Regions from separate parts of the Mus musculus genome. Here region 2 is linked to region 1. The links are chromatin contacts, called in public Hi-C maps. All regions are on one chromosome and are shown on one strand. The core of a region is the stretch at or near the end of the contact, and the rest is flanking DNA. Distances in the headings are between cores, read along the strand shown.

Region 1 (3,075 bases), core at 450-2,949:
TTGGAACGATGAGTTATGAAGATGGCTTCTGCTGGCAGTTAGTGTCAGGGAGAAAAAAAAAGAAGCCTTTTACTAAAAACAAATCCTAGTGAGCCCTACTATGCCTGATACTTAAGAGCATTTCAGAAGTGAACATACAGAATGTTCGCTGTGCATGCTCTGCATTGCATGCTAAAATTCCAAAACAAACATGTAAACAAAACCACAAGGACTATGGTATTTTTTCAATGTGTAACACTAATGTTAGATCAAGATCACACCTGCCATGGAAAGGAAATTCCAGGTCTACAAACCCCAACATGGAGTGTGGAGGTGTGCACCATGCCCTAGCCCTAGACCAGGAGGAACATTGGTAATTGACAGCTGCTGGGAGACAGAGAGTTGGTTTCTTTAAAGAGTATATGTAGCCCTTGATAGGTTGACCATAACTCAGTAGAAGGTCACCTGTCCAAGGATATATGGGCAATAAAGATTGGATTTAATAAAAGAAGATTTAATTTTTTAATAAAAGAATTGGGTTTTAATAAAAGAACACATAATTGGGTGAGTAGGGAAGTGGGGATAGAGCTGGGAGAAACTGGAGAGGTGAAGAAGATCCAAGCACATTGTATGAACTAAGTTAGAAAAAAAGGAGGGAAGAAAAAAAGAAATTAATTAGTTCCAGGTCTAGTTAGTTGGTTCTACTGAAGGATGTAAAGGAAGTAGGAGAAGACCCAGGGACATTGGCTCAGCAGAACTCTGTCTAGTCCCACAGACCTCCAAATACCACACAGATGTCCAAACAATGAGAGACCCTCCCTGCTTGTGTGGTCGGGCTTTTAAAATTGCTACGCAGCAATATTGGATCAATATTCTTTATTACTTGTCTAGAGTTTATATCCACAAAGTGCCAGAGTGATTCCTTTAGAAGTCATATTTGTCGTTTGCCTATGGCCCCTGTGATTGGCTCCTGTCAGTTCTTATTTCATTGAAATGGAACCAGTCTTTACAACAGCCTACTGGAACTGCCCCTCGCCCGACTCCTCCCCTCTGACCCTGTATTCTATAGTTCTCCTTGCTTACCTTGCTTGTCTTGTTTCTCTGCTGTTCTTGAAGGTTCCAGAGAAGCATGGAAGGCTCTCTGTACAGACTTATCTTACTCTTTATCCTTGTCAAGTCTTTACTCAAATGCCATCTTCTCCTAGAGGTACACCCTTTATGTAAAGTCCCAATTCCCAAGTCACTGCTCAGCCTATATTCTCAACCCCTTTACCCTACTCATAAACCCCATGGGCTGTGTGGCTTGGTAATATACCACATAATATACATCAGTCTCTTGTTCTAATGTAAAGCTTACACAGGTAAGAATGGTGTGTGGCATATTACAGACCATCATTATATATTCACTGAATAGAGGACAGGGAGTGAGTGTGTTGATGATCATCTTGGTCCCTCTCCGCTATAGCAATGTGAGGGTAAACAGGCTTATTTCCCTAGCTAGGATGTCCTAGCAGGATTTTGTCAGTCCGACCCGAACACTCCTTCCCTTGTCTGCTTCATCAGGCACAGAACAAGCATTTTCAAAATGTAAATTCTTTGCTGTGGTAAGAATTTCACAAATAAGAAGATAGCTTTCAGTTTCATCCCATCTCTTACATCAGCTAAGAGCTGTTTTGTATTCTGTACACAGTGACAATACTGTCAGTCTTAGCTGCCTTTCCTGTTGCTGTGGTGAAAAACTCCAACAATAGCAGCTTGAGAGAGGAAGGGTTTTTTTTGGCTCAGTCCTCAATGGCAAAGTCCATGATGTTTCAGCGTGGTGGGGTTCTGTGGTCAGGAGCTTGAGGTAGCCGGTCTGATTGTATCTGATACCAGGGAGCTGAAAACCAGGATGCTGTGTTCAGCTTGCTTTCTCCTGCTTTATAGAGTCCAGGATCCCAAGCCAGGCAATAATGCCAACCCAGATGGTGGTGCCACCACACACAGTGGGAGAAAGTCTTCCTGATTCAATTAACCCTATCAAGATACTCGCCCACAGACATGCCTAGATATTGTCTCTAAGATGATTCTAGGTTTAATCAAGTTGACAATCAAGCCTAACCAGAACATTGTCCCACTGAAAAGTAAAATATTAGCTAGCAAACATTCTTCACCTTGAGAAGTATGTCGTAGGGTTCACTCTTTCCCTCCTCATTACCATCATCCCATCTCTCTTGCCTCATCTTCTGGGTTTTTGAGATAGGGTCTTGCTGTGTAGCTTAAGTTGATCTTAAACCCATGATCTTTCTGCCTCCATCTCTCAGAGCTGGGTTTAGTGATGCCTGCTACCATTCCTGATGATTTCATTCTTTTCAATTAAGCTGGTTTAGGAAAATACTATCGCTTGACTTATCTTTTTGCTGCTAGGTGTATAGTTTGAATAGCATTCTTGTAGCTTAGGGGTTTACATCAATTGGGGGCCAGATTTATGGATTTTTGTATTAGAAACTATTTTTTACTTGTCCTGGAAACATTCCAGGGTCTTATTAGGATTTCCTTTCTGTTTTGAAAGTTTCAATTTCATGTCCACCACTAGCAAGCCTCCTACAGGGTGAGTCCTGCAGAAGCAAGAGGTGAACAGATAAGGCCATTTCAGGGTCTTCTCCTGTAGGTTGCTCTGTGACTGTATCAGCTCTGTAGATTCCCATGCCCTGCCTCTGAATCAGGACCTGTGCTGTTAGGGAGTTTCCATTGCCCCCTTGAAGGATGCCGTGTTAGATTTCTGCTGATTTCATTGTTTCTTCCATGCCTGCTTTGCTGTCCTGGAAAATTACAGTTGAGTGACTGATACAGGCTTATGAGTTGTGAATATATAATAATAACAACTAAAGTGGATGTTTGTTAAGTAAACTGTTGACACCCAAATAAGGTGAAATATAGAACCAACTTTGCCCTATATTGACCAGATTGGTGTGAACATAAATCTGTCTTTATCACATGTGGACACACTTTAAAAATACAAGAATTACTGTGAAAATCTCAGTTGATACACTTTAAATGGGTAATGTGATTAAATTGGTTGCTTTAGCCCTGAAACTTCCAGACTGCTTATAGAAA
Region 2 (2,788 bases), core at 275-2,774, 150 kb before region 1:
GATCATTTCTCTCCTTCCAGCATGTGGATTCCTGGGTTCAAAATTCAGATCTCAGGCTTGGGTGCAAGTGCCTTTACCCATGGAGCCATTTCCCTGGTCCTACATCATACTATTTTTTAAGTTTTAAAACCTGAAATGAAACCCACACAACAACAACAACAACAACAAAAACTGAAACAAAACAAAACAAAAATCCCAAACCAAACTGAAACAAAACCAAACCAGTTAAAGCCATAAAACAATTGAATTAAGTCATTTTTTTTTCAACAATCCCTGTACCCAGAAGATTCTGTACAATACCCTGAAAAAAAAAAAAGTCGTCAATGGCAACGCTTTAAATTTAGGAGGGTCATCAGCCGAGGTGGGCTGCTCCAGGTAGACTATGATAATTTTGCAGTAATTATGTTTTACTTGTAAAAGCTTCTGAGAGACGGGGGGCAATCAGTCTCCCAGTGATCAGTAGTTCACCTCCGGACCGCAATGACTCATCTTTCTGCCCTTCTAGGTGGAAACTGGAGTACAATCTTTCCTATGTGCCCTCTAACCTCCACCCATCCTGTAGCTGTCCCATTTTACAATGGAAGTTTATTCCCTCATCAGCGAAAGAAAAGTATACAAACCAACGCAGACCAAACTAAAAAGTAACTTTCAACGTCCAAAAACGTTTTCCTTTGCGATCAAGTTCTTTGATCTCATCTCTTCCTCTTTAAAGTCAATGGACTCACTATCACACCACAAATTTAAACAAAGCGCCCTCCCCTCCCCCCAGCAGCCCTGTCTCAGAGGGTGTCAGCAGAGGTGGAAACTCCACAAGCCTAGAACATCTGCCGGGCAGGAGGTGGGGGTGGGATCATCGAAACCTTGTGGCCTTGTCCAAATCCAGGACACTCGGAAAGGTTGCGGAGAGGCATACTCTGAAGCCTCTTCAGTGACCCCGGGCCCAGAAAGATTTATTACTTCCTCCTTGAGGGAGAAACCACAAACCCGCTGGAATGGGCTAGCACCAGGGCCAAGGCTTCAGAACTGGGTTCCCGCTGCACACAGCGCTGTTGGGCGGTGCTGCTCGCGTCCTAGGAGGGGACACCAGTGCTGACCGCTGGGGATGAAAGGAGCGTACGTCCGGGGTATTTCTGCTCAAACTTTTATCACCAACTCTTCTCCAGAGCGAATCCTGGGAGCCGAGTCGTGCAGCTACAGAGAACCCAAGTCTCCGGCTGTGCGGGCGAGCTGGGAATCAGGCGCCGGCGCCGCGCCCCGGGCGCACCTAGAGCTCTGTTCTGCTACTAACGGCTGGAGGCCCTAGCAGCGCCTCCTTGAACCGGGTCGCATCTCCAGCCCCTAAGGAGGTGGCGGCGGGAGTCTGGAGCTGCGAGGAGGGCGGGTGTGGGACAGGCAGAGGAGGAGGGGAGCACGGCGAAGGGGAGGAGCCGGGGCGACAGACGGCGGCGCGCACCAACCCCGAGCGGGCTGGCAGGAGCCGCGCAGAGGCCGGCCCGAGCGCGTTGCAGGCGCCCGGCGTAGGGGGAGTCGGGTAGCAGCATCCTCCCGGGCGCCGCTTTAGTGCGGCCGCGGCGGGGGCTTCCTCTGCCTCGGGACCTCGTAGGGCAGAAGCCGCTGGTGACGCGGGGGTGGGGGGTCCCGCTCTTTTGCCTTCAGCTAGGTGTACAGAGTCCTGGGCCAGTCCGCGGCCACGGAGCGCCGGGGCTCGCCTGAGCCGCCCGCCAGGACATCCTCCGGGTGATGGAAGAAGCAGCCGCCGCTGCGGGGCCGCGCTGCACCCTATCCGCGGCCGCCGGAGGGATGGGAAGGTTCGCTACGTGGAGGCCAAGAGAGAGCGATGGAGAGCAGAACAGCCTGGAGCTGGGGCGTATGTAAGCCACCCCCCACTGTCGCCTCCTGCCTGCTTCGTGCCCCAGAGCCTGGAGGGAAGCAGCGGTCCCGAGAGACCTAAGGAGACGTCGCTGGAGCCGGGACGCGCCGCGCTCGGTGGAGCGCAGAGCTGGGCTCCGGGCCCGGTGAAAGTTTCCCCTCCCGGGGTGCAGGGCGCCCGCTGCTGGAAAACTCTGCCTAGGGCTAGGGCAGCGGAGTCTCGCGGCTCCCTCGAAGGCTTGGGGACCCCTAGCAGAAGAGAACCGGAGAGAAACCGAGGAGAGTGCTAGCCGGACAGTCCGCCGGTCGGGGATCTGGGGACGCTCCGAGGCGCACCCTCCGCTCCAGGTGAGTGGAGGAGCCCGCAGACTAGAGGGTGGGCGTTACTCAGGCGGAGGAGGCATCTGGACCGGAGACTGGGCTCACCCATTCACTCCGCTTCCCCTCGCAGGTCCTTCTCGGAGCCGCTGCCATGGGAGAGCCAGCCCTGGGCGCCGGGGACCAGCAGCCTCTGCCGCCGCGCCCGCCTCGGATCGGCGGCCCCAGTCCCGGCGCCCGCAGCCGGCCTGCAGCGTCCCCCTCCTGGGCTGCAGGGCCGCCTCCGCCGCGCCGCCGGCCCCGGCTGTGCCTGTGATGAGCCGCAGCTCGCCGCGAGCTCTGCCCCCCGGTGCGCTTCCCCGGCCGCTGCCGGCCGCGCCTGCCGCCGTGCAGCGGGCCCTGCTCCCGCCGTGGCCCCGGCGCGCAGGACGCCGCTGGCCTGCGTCCCCGCTCGGGATGAAGGTATTTCGCAGGAAGGCGCTGGTGCTGTGCGCGGGCTATGCACTGCTACTGGTGCTCACGATGCTCAACCTCTTGGACTACAAGTGGCATAAAGAGCCGCTGCAGCAGTGCAACCCCGACGGGCCTCTGGGTGCCGCGG

What was found. Hi-C and Micro-C count contacts between places; a contact is called where the count stands out from the background.
Region 2: a contact with region 1 is called in a Hi-C map of cortical neurons, with 2.9 times the contacts expected there. The contact joins the promoter of Chst2 here to the enhancer-like site in region 1. A contact is called at or near these places in 3 of 39 promoter capture datasets (hippocampal neurons, liver and stem cell-derived epiblast-like cells), 3 of 484 Hi-C or Micro-C datasets (cortical neurons and epidermal suprabasal cells), 3 of 115 datasets of contacts at active chromatin or transcription factors (forebrain, kidney and neural progenitor cells) and 1 of 9 other capture datasets (adipose tissue).

Annotation. Positions count from the first base shown.
Region 1 is chr9:95,252,940-95,256,014 of GRCm38.p6, reverse strand. No RefSeq gene overlaps it. Among named protein-coding and RNA genes, the nearest start is that of Gm32018, 56 kb to the left of the region's middle. Within about 2 kb of position 1,699, at least 14 of the 459 cell types and tissues checked have an H3K27ac peak or open chromatin away from gene starts, as enhancers often do. A contact at or near this core is called in cortical neurons and neural progenitor cells, where this site is marked.
Region 2 is chr9:95,406,006-95,408,793 of GRCm38.p6, reverse strand. It overlaps Chst2 (carbohydrate sulfotransferase 2), which reads left to right and starts at 1,524. Exons shown (of 2, transcript NM_018763.2): 1 at 1,524-2,217; 2 at 2,321-2,788. The coding sequence starts at 2,503.